2 separate regions of the Delphinus delphis genome follow, and region 2 is linked to region 1. The links are chromatin contacts, called in public Hi-C maps. All regions are on one chromosome and are shown on one strand. Each heading gives the region's core, a stretch centred on a gene start, on an enhancer-like site or on the middle of the called end of the contact. The rest is flanking DNA. Distances are from core to core; before and after follow the strand shown. Region 1 holds the start of TEX46 (testis expressed 46). Region 2 holds the start of LUZP1 (leucine zipper protein 1).

Region 1 (5,988 bases), core at 237-2,736:
CATCTAAGGAGATCCTCTTTGCCACATCTTGTGGGTGAGAGAATGGGGCCCAGTGAGGGAAGGTCCCTTTCTCAGCATCACCCAGCCTGCATGAAAGTCCCCAAACTCCCAGGATCCAGAGCTGCCTTTGGTTCACAGGAATAAGTGAAACGGCCGGCTAATCTGCACCCACGGAGGACTTAAAACCCTTAACCCAAATATATGTGTCTCCAGAGCTTGTGCTTTTCTCAACATGCCTCTTTGAGAGTTTAGTCAGGCCTCATAAAATCTCCAAGTCTCAGTGGTCTCATGAAATGCTCTTATCTCTGTCATCTTTATCTGCTCCCTCCCCCACCACTGCATGCAGTTGGTAAGGACACAATTTTTTTTTTTTTTTAGGATTCAGCTACAAATTCCTAGTCTTTAAAACCATTTAAGAATTAAATATTTCGGACATGCAAAAAAAGTAAATATTACAACAAATACCCATGATCCCTAAAATATCACAACGGTAACTGAAGTCCTCTGTGGATTCTGCTCCTAGAGTGTTCCCCTCCCTCCCTGAACCTTATCTCAACTGCAATCCTGAATGTGGTATTTATTTTTTCCATGCATTTCTTTACACCACTTTACACCAGTTCTCAGTGGGAGGCTATTTTGCCCTCCCCTGGGGACATTTGGCAATGTCTGGAGAAATATTTGGTTGCCACAAGAGGCGTGAGGAGTGCTACTGGCATCTTGTGGGTAGAGGCTAGGGATGCTGCCAAAAATTCAGCATTGCACAGGAGAGTCTCTCATCACAAAGACTTATCCAGCCCCAAATGTCAATCGTGCAGAGGCTGAGAAATCCTGCCTTAATGTACTTTCACTATACATAGGCATCCATAAACTAGGCAGGATATTGTTTTGCATGTTTTTTAACTTTACATAAAAGACGTCATAATCTAGGTACATTTCTGCTGTCTTCATTATTCAGTTTTAGAGATTTATCTACGTTATACATGTTTTTAAATTTATCCATTTTAATTTTTCCCACTTTAAAGCAGTTGTTACTGTTGTCAAAGCATGTTGTCATCAAACATGAAGTACAAGAGTCTGGGATGGGCCCTATTCTTCAGCTGAGGCAACTGAAACTTTGTGAAGGAAGTGCTTTGTCCTCTATCACCCAAGAGGGAGCTGCAGAGCAAGGTCTTAGACCAGAGTCGGATTCCTTCGTCTTGCTGCATTGTCCTGACACCTTCTCTGTCTTCCCACCCCCCAGTCTGGCTGCGACTATCCCATCACTCTCAGCTGAAGCTAAGGTCCCTCTTGCTCACCTGCTGGGGCTCTGGGGGCGTGGGCTTGAGTTCGTACTTGACCAGCCAGTTGCTAAGCAACAGCAGAAGTAATAGGAACCCAAACAAGGCTGGCTTATAGCTGATCAGCCAAGCCATCAGTGCTCCTATGGTGCCTGAGGAAGCAAATGTCCCATGGAGATTCCTAAAAAGAGACATTAGCTCCCCCAGCATTATGGCTTGGAAGCACCCAGGCCCCAAGGCCCTGCCTGTCTCCCATCTGGGACAGTTGCCCTCCATGACAGGAGTCATGGCTGCCCCCTCCTCTGAGTCATAACCGGCCCCCACCCCCAGCTGCCGCATAACAATAATACTGACTACTCCTAGGTCTTAAGCAGCCACTATGTGCCAGACTTTGACAGGCAGTTCACAAGCATCATCTCATGACATCCTCACAACAGCCAAATGATGTAGGCTTTCATGATACCTCAGTCATTCAACAGTACTTCTGGGCCTAGTCGCTGGGGATCAACTGGCCAGCAGTACAGAGCCTCTACCCTTGTAGAGAGGGAGACAGCGAAGAAAAATTATCCAAAACTTGGAAATAAGGCAAGAAGATTTCTGCAAGCTCGTTCACAGTCATATTAGGATATTGGCTAACTGGCCCACTTGTTTGTCACCTGATGCTTTAGGGGAAGGAAATTTTATTGGGTTTAATATTTAATATTGATTAGGGTCCTGACTCTGTAAAGTCAGATGGAAAAGTTGCTCCACCAATTTCACTTGGGTATATCCCAAAAATTGAAAGCAGGGTCTTGAAGAGATATTTGTACACCCACGTTCATAGCAGTATTATTCACAATAGCCAAAAGGTGGAAGCAACCCCAAAATCCATCAGCAGATAAATGGATAAGCGAAATGTTGTATATACATACAGTGGGATTAGCCTTAAAAAGGAAGGAAATTCTGACACGTTACAACATGGATGAACTTTGACGACATTATGCTAAGTGAAATAAGCAAAAAGCAAAAGCTATTTGATTCACTTATATGAGCTATCTAGTGCGGTCAAATTTATAGAGACAGAAAGTAGAATGGTGGTTGGCAGGGGCTGGGAGCAGAGGGGAATGATGAGTTGTCGTCTAGTGGGTACAGAGTTTTACAAGATGAAAAGGGTTCTTCAGATTCTTTGCAGAACCATGTAAGCGGATTCTTTGCAGAACCATGTGAACGGACTTAACACTAGTGAACTGTACACTTAAAAATGGTTAAGATGGTAAATTTTATGCTATATGTATTTTACTACAATTTAAAAAATTAATTTACAGTGAATTAAATTAAAAATTTTTAATGAATTAGTTACTTCTGGGAAAAAAAATGGATAAGTTGCAAATGATTTTTGTTTCCAAATAGATGCAAATGAATTCTGTCTGACAGAAAAGATAACCTCAAAGTTTACAGTTTTATGGCCTTGTAGGACATTATTTTTTTTCTTATTCAACTTTGCAGTCTTATTCCAGCATTCTGTGTTCCACTGACCAGTGACTATATTATGTTTCTCATATTTTCCTTTGACCCATCTTTATCCTCCTGCTGTTCTCTCAAAAACGAGTTAAGGGACTTCCTTGGTAGTGCAGTAGTTAAGAATCCACCTGCCAATGCAGGGGACGCAGGTTCGATCCCTGGTCCAGGAAGATCCCACAAGCCATGGAGCAACTAAGCCCGTGCTCCACAACTACTGAGCCTGCGCTCTAGAGCCCACAAGCCACAACTACTGAGCCCACATGCCACAACTGCTGAAGCCCGGGTGCCTGGAGCCCGTGCTCTGCAAGAGAGGCCACCGCAATGAAGAGTAGCCCCTGCGCTACAACTAGAGAAAGCCCGTGTGCAGCAACAACACTCAACGCAGCCAAAAATAAATAAATTAATTTTTTAAAAAAGTTAAAAAAACAAAGAATGAATTAAATAAATCTTTGACATGTGCTCACTATTTTGTATGGGAGTTCTTTATGTTCAAATGTAAATTTTAATGATTATGTTATTCTAATATATTCAATTAGTTGTCACTTGTTGGGTCTTAGGGACCTGAGATAACACTTTTTTAAAAAAATAAATTTATTTATCTATTTACTTTTGGCTGCCTTGGGTCTTCGTTGCTGCATGAGGGCTTTCTTTTTAGTGGTAGCGAGCGGAGGCGGCTACTCTTCGTTGCAGTGCACAGGCCTCTCCTTAAGGTGGCTTCTCTTGTTGCAGAGCACAGGCTCTAGGCGCGCGGGCTTCAGTAGTTGTGGCACATGGGCTCAGTAGTTGTGGCTCGCGAGTTCTAGAGTGCAAGCTCAGTAGTTGTGGCACACGGGCTTAGTTGCTCTGCGGCATGTGGTATCTTCCCAGACCAGGGTTTGAACCCATGTGCCCTGCATTGGCAGGTGGATTCTTAACCACTGCACCACCAGGGAAGCCCAACACTTTAAAGTTAAATCTTTCTACACATACTTAAACATTTCCCTAGAATGTTTTCCTGAAAGTGGAATTGTTGGGTCAAAGGATATGCATATTTTTAAAATCTAATTTTAAATTTTATCAAACTACTAAACATGCAAGCCAGTCAGATAGAACTACAGGGTTTAAAACAAACAAGTTTCCATCTCTTATCTCATCCCTTCCCACCCTCACATTCTACGACTCAAACAACCAATTTCAACTCTTCTAGCTATTCCTCCTGGTGTTTATCTTGATATATCTGAGTAGTATGCTTATACTGTTATTTCTGAATTTCTCAATTTTGAAATTATATACTATCTTTTCATGATGGAATCTGGGTATTTAGCTCCTATGTAGAACCGCCTCCATTCCCACTTTGTCCCCTCTTCTGTAAACCCCTCTCACCCCTCTCCTCCACAAAGTTTCTCTTTCCTCCATTCTCCCCATATAATTCTATCCCTTTGGTTAAAACAATATTCATTGCTTATGTTATTATAGACCTGTCAGTGTAGTTCACAGCTGAACCATGTGTTGTATTATGATTACACTTTCTTTCTGGCATAGCTTTTAGTTTTCCTGAACTTAATTGTCTCTTTTTTTCTGTTAGCTTAGTTTAAAAAAAAAAATTCAACTTCTTTGATGTAAAATCGACATAAAATAAAATACACCTATTTTACGTGTGTAGTTCAATGAGTTTTGACTAATGTATACACGCCCCAGTCAAGATAGAAAACATTTCCATCACCCCCAGCAAGTCCTTTCCAGCTCTCTTGAAGTCAACCCCCACCCTCATCCCAGGCAACCACTGATTGGATTCTATCACTAGAGATTAGTTTTACCAGTTCTTGAACTTCACGTATAAATGGAAGTATTTTTTGAGAATTATACTTTGAAGACACAAACTTGTAAAAAAGCGATTACAGCTCTGTGTCCTAGAGGAAATAAGCTTGAAGAACACAAGGCCTGTTCCAGTGTTGGGTCAGTGAAGGATTCCTGGAGGTATTAAAAGAATAAACCGCCACCACCATCAGCGACATTAGAAAGAATTAACCTGGAGTGGAAAGCCGTCATGTATGTGGGGATGGGAGCATAGGAGTGGGAAGAGGTGCGAGTGAGGAAGTGCAAATGGGGAGGGGGTCCAGACAGAAGACAGAGCATGAACAAAGCCCCGGAGGCAATGGCAATCCCGTTTGGACTCATATCTGGATTTCCTAACTTTTGTCCATTTTATTACCTCGAAACTCATTTGCTCTCCAAGATTTCCCCAGTCGAAGCACGACAATTATGAATAGTAAATACGATGATCTACTAGTTACATATCAGTGTTTTCCCCTGTAAGCTCTTTGAGAGCAAGAACTTCATAATTAAACCTTTGTCACGTAGTAAGCATTAATAAATATTGGTTGACCTGACGAATGAGTAGGTGAATGAATGAATGAGTGAATGAACGAATGAATTTATGAATACACGCAAGTCCCAGGAGGAAATGGTTGCTCTCGGAGGTAGAGTCTGGCCCAGAAGCCCTAGAATGGGGACCGTGCTGGGACCGACCCCGACGGCTAAGGAGACGCTCTAGGAAAGCTTCGTGCAATTTGCCATGGCGCCGCTCTAGCCTCGAGGACGCCGCTCTATGGCAGCGGGGAGGGCGGGGCCGTGGGCGTCTCGGGCTTTATTGTTCTGGCGCGGCGGGAGCGCGCGGAGCGCGCTTAGCGCGTGCATACGCGGCGGCGGTTGGCAGCGCGCGGACTGTGTGAAGTGAAGCGAGGCGACTCCGGACTCACGGACCGACAGACCGAGCGGCCCTTACGGCCGTCCGCAGCCAGGCGGCCCGAGATGTTGTCTGGGAAGAAGGCAGCAGCCGCGGCGGCGGCGGCGGCAGCGGCGGCGGCGGCCGGGTCGGAGGCCGGTGCCGGGGCAGCGGGCGGCTCGGAGAACGGCTCTGAGGTGGCCGCGCCGCCCGCGGGCCTGTCCGGCCCTGCCGAAGCCGGGCCGGGGGCGGCCGGGGAGCGCACTCCCCGCAAGAAGGAGCCCCCGCGGTCCTCGCCCCCCGGGGGCCTGGCTGAGCCGCCGGGGTCCGCCGGGCCTCAAGCTGGGCCTACCGTCGTGCCTGGGTCTGCGACCCCCATGGAAACGGGAATCGCAGAGACTCCGGAGGGGCGACGGACCAGTCGGCGCAAGCGGGCGAAGGTGAGGCCCGATCCCCGCCCTCGAACCGCAAATCCCAATGCCAAGCTTCCCCGAGGTTGTCCAGCCC
Region 2 (6,964 bases), core at 1,319-3,818, 150 kb after region 1:
AGCAGAAGGACCATTAGCTATCCGTCATCTTCCATTACATAAATGAATTCTATGCTCTTTATTGTAATACAAATGCTTCCATCATAAGAAAAAAATTAAGCACCTAAGCATACAGAACATACCTCTACCACAGCCTTATATGTCTGTCTTTCTATCAAAAAAATTAGAATATATCAAAAGCTTACTGATAACATTGCTGGAAGAAAAGGTAATATTATTGGGGAACAGACTTAATTGACTCATTTTAGCAACCATAGTGACCCAGTGGCTGAGTCAAAGGCCTGGAAACTAGGCCTCCTGGCTCCCAACCCAATATGCAGAGTGGATCTTAGAAACAGACTTCGGTTTGAATTCCAGCTCCACTTCTTACTAGTTGTATGCATACACTTAGGAAAGTCACCCTCAGTTTGCTCATCTGTGAAACAGGGATGCCAACTACCACCTCACAGCATTGTTGTGAAGACTATATGAGATCTATACCATGTAGCACAATTACTGGGCACAGAGTAGGCAACTCAACAATATTAGTTCCCTTTCTTGGTCTTAAATTATTTATTTAAGAGTAAGAAAATATCTATTAATCAAGGCTAATTCACAATCCCTATTAGTAATCACAGGACAACAATGAACCTGGATTTGCTCCTTGTTCATCACTCTAGATCAACTCCCTTCCCATCCCACCGTTTCCAGTTTTTCAAACTTCAGTTACTATGTTTAGAAGTGATTTAATTTTAGAAACCTGGAAAATTCTTCTGAGTAAATTGAGCAAAACCTTCATCTGCCCCAAGGGGAATTCTGAGCAAAACAATTATTTCTAACAAGAAAAGAATTTTTTTCTATGGGGGTTATTCAATTTAACCACATGAATGCCGCCAAAGCTGCACGCAAAGTAACAGAAAGCCGTCTGGAACACACCGTACAGATTCTCCGAAGGGAAACATCCCCCTAAAATCCAAACACCTCCCTCCCTAACCTTAGGTAGTAAAATCTTAATAGGTGATCTGAATTCCCCAGGCTCTGACACCAGTCCAACTCCTTAGGCCAGAACTGCAGCAGTCCGTAAAACGCCCTGAACAAACCCCACCTCTCAAAATACCCCCAAAAAGGCAGGCAGGTCCAGAGAGTATTTTCTCCTTAATGGACAGATTAAACACTAGAAGCACAATTCCTTTCCCAAGGTCATCCAAGTCAGTGAAGGTGCGACGGTGAATCTGCAGTCTCTCGGGCTTTACGGAGATCACACTGCAGGGATTTTTTTTTTTTTTTTGAAGTGGGGGCTGCCTATTCTCTTCCCCTCTCCCACCCTCAAGTGTGAGCACTGGTCTCGGCATTTCCGAAACAAGCCACAACAAGCTCTGCAGTGTTAGGAAAGGGACTGACGCGACGAAGAAACAGATGCTCCAAAGCAAGATGGTCTTTCTCGGCTCGCAGAGCCTTCTCCAAGGTTATTAACAGAAACCGCAGGCACCCCAGGGAGCTCTACAGCGGGCTCCGAACCCCCAGCCCGGCCGCTCCGGGACGCCGGGTTCCCTTCAGCAGCCCTCGCAGCCCGAGGCCACCGGCCCCAGAAACCGCACTTCATTCCAGCGCTCCGGGAAGCCATGGCTCTTTCCCCGCCCGGGCAAGGGTGGGGGCGCGCAGGGAGGCGGGCCGCTCGCGCTGCGGAAAGTTCACCGCGGCTGCGGGCGGGGGCGGCCCCGGCCCGGCTCGCCCGCGTCCCCCAGCAGATTCCACCATTAATTAGTCCTAAGGACTGTCTACTGGCAACTTAAACAAAGCGAATGCCTCGAATTCCTTCCCGGCCCAGCGGTCTGGCTGCGAGACCAGCATCGGCCGGGACACGGGCTGGCGCTGCGGGCGGACAGCTGCGGCGGCCGCGGCGGGACCCCCTCCTCGCCCATCCCGCGTCCCCGCCACCGGGCCCCGCAGCCCGGCCCGCACGCCAGCCTGAGCGCTCCCAAACCTCCCTCCTCCTCCTCCTTCTCCACCTCTCCTCCTCCTCCTCGGGAGCTCCCGGGCTCTTCCTGTAAGATCACTTCCTTCCTCCCCGGGTGCCCACGGGCCCCGCGCAGCCCCCTCCCCGGCGTCCCGGCCCCCCGCCCGGCCGCACCGCTCCCCGCCCCCACCGGGCCCCGCGCGCCTCCCCACCCCCCAACTCCCAAACTCGACCCTAAAACTCTCCTCTGCTCAGCTCTTGGCCTCTAACATTTCTCCTCAGGTTCTCGCTCCCACCAAGAAGTCTCTCAAAACCTTCCCTCCCCCTTCAAAGGAAAAATCTCCAACTCCAAAAGAATTCTCAAGGTCTCTCTCCAAAGATCTCCCTTTCCGAGCTCCTTCTCCGAAATTCCGCTCAAACTCTACCCCCACCTCAACTCCACAACCCCCCAGCCCTCGCCGGGGTGCGCCCGCCGGTTCTGCCCGGTCACCACTGGGTACCCCGACCCCTTGGCGGGGCAGGCCTCCTCCTCCGGGCGCCCTCCTCTCTCCGCCCGCCCGCCCGGCCTCCCGCGCCGCGCTCCCGCCACCTCCCCACAGACTCCTCACCTCGGCGGCTACGGCCCGCGCTCCCGCCCGCCAAGGGCTCCGGCGCTCGGCTCCCGGCGGCCGGCGCCTCCTCCGGCTCCCAAGACTGACAATGAGGGGCGGAGCCAGAAGGTGACGTCAGCGTCCTGGAAGGCGGGGTCTTTGTGGGGGCGGAGCTGATAGACGGTCCCTCCCCCTTTGTCTTCTCCCCCTTCCCGGGACTTGGACTTTTCCAAGTTTTTATCGCCTAATTAGCTAGGTGCCCAGGTCCTGTGCTACGCGCGGTGGAAAATCGAAATGGAAGACAAGACGTCCTGCTTTCAAAAGGGGCACCCTCAGGGGATTGTGGGATTAAATGAGATAATCCATGTAAAGGTATTTAGCCCAAGGTCTAGTATGGAGTAATCTCTCAAAAAATACTATTTCTATTACTCAGCAAAGTGTGGAAAAGGAACTCAGCTTGAACTCAGGAGGCATGGGTTCCAGTCTCCAGCTCTGCTATTAATTCCATGTGTGATCCTAGATAAGTCCTTTGCCATCTATGTTCCCTCCTTTTGCCTTCTTTAAAATGGGAAGGGGCAATGACCAGATGATTTCAAAGGGCCCACCAATAATTCTATGACATTTTCCTGTGGACCTACTATGTGCAAGGTACCTAGAGCCCAGAGAAGGGAGAGGGGTCCTTTGAAGACAGCCTAAGACCCAGATCCAGCATGGTACAGAACACAGCTCTAGACACTCTCCCCTCAGATGCCCTCCCACATACTGACACAGGGTTGCATTCACAAGCCCAGACCCAGATGCACTGAGGGCTGCTTCCTCTTTGACTGCAGCAGCATAGCTGGTCTCTTGAGATATCTCTTGTGTAAGCTCCTTATTGCCTATGGAATAAAGGCCAAATGCCTGGCCTGGTGTGATCTCTTCCTACCTTTACACACACACACACACACACACACACAAAGTTTATCCAAACTTCCCCTAGCACACCCACTGCTTTCCCACATCTGCGCATTGCTCATGCTCTTCCCTTGCTGTCTCTTCTCAGTTTACAACTCTTCCTAGTTTCTCCCAGCCAGAAGCTGACTCTCCCTACTCTCCCTACCCTTATCTTTTTTTTTTTTTTTTTTTGCGGTACGCGGGCCTCTCACTGTTGTGGCCTCTCCCGCTGCGGAGCACAGCCTCCGGACGCGCAGGCTCAGCGGCCATGGCTCACGAGCCCAGCCGCTCCGCGGCATGTGGGATCTTCCCGGGCCAAGGCACGAACCCGTGTCCCCTGCATCGGCAGGCAGACTCTCAACCACTGCGCCACCAGGGAAGCCCTCCCTACTCTTAATACCCATGGCATTGTGTTAACTCTCATGTGGGCATGAACACATTTTAACTTGTGTCAAACTGACCTCCCCTTTGTTTCTTAGCACTTCCTTACTTCCTTGAGGTCAGAGCCCACACATGTTTGTGGAGCTCAGGTTCTGATGCCAGAAAACCCTGGGATTATATACCCGTGTTCTGGCCCGTACTAGCTCTCTTTGAGCCTCATTCTCCTCATCTGTAAAATGAGCATATTAATACAGTCCTTGTGGTGTTCGGTTTAAAATTATATAAGACACTGTGTGGAAAGCACCAGGCACAGTTTTCCACAATGTACCTGTCATTCTTATTTTCATTCTTTTTTTTTAAATTTTATTTATTTATTTATTTTTGGCTGTGTTGGGTCTTCGTTGCTGGGCGCGGGCTTTCTCTAGTTGCAGCGAGCAGGGGCTACTCTTCCTTGTGGCACGCAGGCTTCTCATTGCGGTGGCTTCTCTTGCCGCGGAGCAAGGGCTCTAGGCGCATGGGCTTCAGTAGTCGTGGCATGTGGGCTCAGTAGTTGTGGCTCACGGGCTCTAGAGCGCAGGCTCAGTAGTTGTGGCACACAGGCTTAGTTGCTCCACGGCATGTGGGAACTTCCCGGACCAGGGCGTGAACCCATGTCCCCTACATTGGCAGGCGGATTCTTAACCACTGAGCCACCAGGGAAGCCCTTCATTCTTATTATTATTATCATCAATATTATTTCTAGTTCCTAACACCAGATAGCATCCCTAGTGATAATCCATCTAATCATTTCATAGTGGAAGACTGAGGTGCTGAGAGAGGAAGAGGTTCACTGAAAGGGGCCCTGCAGAACATGGCCACTGGAATAGAAACTGCAGTTTTTAGACCCCAGGTGGATTCTGCAGAGTCACAGCTGATACCCCAGAGTGTCTCTGTCACTCAGCACCCGTCCAGGCTGGGGACACCTTCAAGTTCTCATCCTTTGCAGCAGAGCTGACCCGGTTCTCCCTTGTGCCTCTCTCCTCTCGTTTTCCTTACAGAGAGATGGATCTGTGTTAAACTGCCCTTGGCGACTCCGCAGTCTTCTAGCAGAACTGCAGCAAGGCACTGGGTGTTTCCAGAGTGCTGGCCAGTGGGAAGAGGGAAAGGGCTTTGGGGTTCTGATTAATTTCCTGCGAGGGGGGACAGGCAAATGGCTGTTCTGAATTGCCTGGGCTGGTCCTCAAGAGCCCCTAACAAATCGCAGCTTATTTCTAGAATAAGAGATTCCAAAATTCAACTTCCCATGAAAGGAAGGCATGGCCACAGGATTGCTGCAGGCAAAGAAAGGGCCTTTACTGAGTCCCTGCTATGTGCTGATTCCAAGCATTGCAGACACTTGGAAGAGAGAACCCAGGACATACAGGGGAGGTTCTGAAGACAGAACCTTCTCTCTGGGACCCATGAACTGATCAGCCACTTATTCATTCATTCAGAGCAAAAGCTTTGGCACAGGACAGATCAGGATTCAAATCTCAGCTCCATTACTTACCAGTTGTGTGACCTTGGGCTTTCAAGTCTCTGCACCTCAGTTTCTCATCTGAAAAATGTGAATAATAATAGTATTTATTCCATTCAGGGGCTGTGAGGATCAAATGAAATAACATGTGAAAGAGCTTAGTTCAGAGCCTGGCATCTAGTTCATGCCAGGATATGGTGGCTGCTGTGACTATTCCAACATGGCCTCCCAGTAAGGCCTCTCATGTGCTGGCCTCTGGACTGGAGGTAATAGTTCCAACCATAAGAAACTCATTTGGTAAAAGGAATGGAATAGATTTTCATGAATAGGCAAGAAAAGGTGTCTACCGGGTATTGTTAAATTAAAAAAAAAAAAGAGTAAGAATAAGTTGCAGAATTACAGAAGTAGTAGGATCCCATAATTATAATTTATATGCTTAGTATATGCATTACAAAATGGAGAATACAGAAAACTAAATACGATGCCTTCTTTTTATTTTGCGTTTCTTTGTGTGTGTGTGTGTGTGTGTGTGTGTGTGTAGCAGGAATTTTCAAAAAAGACTCTACTGAATGCTAAGAGGGAGAAAGAGGATGAAGACACAGCTACAAGGTGTATCAGCAATGGGCATCTGAACCAACTGTTCATACGCCATAGAAAATTCTACAGGTTCCACCTCATTCTTCATGGCATTCCAGGGAAAGCCCCAGCCCAGACAATTCTCATCTTCTCACGTCTCCCCAGCCCTTAGCTGCACTTGAACTTTCAATGGTATAGCCAGAGGCAAGACTCTGAACAGAACTCCCAGGAACCATAGCAAGGCCAGTAGGAGAGACCTTTAAACAGGAAGAATCTTTTTTTGCTCCCTGTCCTGTGCCCCATCCCCACCTCCCAAGGAGTAAACAATCTGACAGCATCTTGCGGCTACAGTGCCTAAACCTGCCTGCACTTTCATTTCTCCTCATTATATCTTTCTGCAATTTAAATTTTTTTACAAAGAGGATGTATTACTTGGTCATCAGAAAAAAGGCAGTAAAGATGTATATAATAAGAAAGCTAACCAAGCCCGTGCTGGTTCACTTTTGTTGGTTTCCAAACAATAAATTAGAACAATGTGGTTGAGGCCAATGCTTAAGTCTCACAGGAATCATAGAAAGTAAGAGTGGGAAGGGATAGAATCACCCTCAGTTTCTCCTACCACCCCCCAAATGGCATAATTTTAAGTCCTCTCACATTTCAGACCACCCACCAACACATGTATTTCATACATTCATTCAACAAACACTTATGGATCCTTTACTATAAACCAAGCATCATATAGGTTATGAAGGTCATTATTCCTATCTTGCAGATTAGAAAAACAAGACTCAAGGAGGTAAAGTAAACTGCCCAAAGTCTCACATCTATTGGGATCTAAACCAAGACCTTCACAACATCAAAACTCAATTCCTAAAGGCTGAGAGCTAAATTCCAAAGTGAGTGCGCTGTGTACTTAGGCAGCCATGATTGCTGGGTGGCCTCGGGCAAGTCACTGAACTCTTCGCAGCAGCAGTTTCCCCATCTCTGTGGAGTAAGGACATACCTGCATATTTTACGTAAGTTAAGCACTTTGTAAGTTATAACACATAATTC

The links. Hi-C and Micro-C count contacts between places; a contact is called where the count stands out from the background.
Region 2: a contact with region 1 is called in a Hi-C map of muscle, with 4 times the contacts expected there. The contact joins the promoter of LUZP1 here to the promoter of TEX46 in region 1. A contact is called at or near these places in 2 of 3 Hi-C or Micro-C datasets (lung and muscle).

What each region holds. Positions count from the first base shown.
Region 1 is chr1:17,678,600-17,684,587 of mDelDel1.2, forward strand. It overlaps TEX46 (testis expressed 46), which reads right to left and starts at 1,487. Exons shown (of 2, transcript XM_059998799.1): 1 at 1,296-1,487. The coding sequence starts at 1,487. KDM1A (lysine demethylase 1A) reads left to right here and starts at 5,461. Exons shown (of 20, transcript XM_060015794.1): 1 at 5,461-5,921. The coding sequence starts at 5,568.
Region 2 is chr1:17,828,632-17,835,595 of mDelDel1.2, forward strand. It overlaps LUZP1 (leucine zipper protein 1), which reads right to left and starts at 2,569. Exons shown (of 5, transcript XM_060015818.1): 1 at 2,545-2,569. It overlaps LOC132414720 (a long non-coding RNA gene), which reads right to left. Exons shown (of 3, transcript XR_009517020.1): 2 at 5,369-5,416; 3 at 4,218-4,497.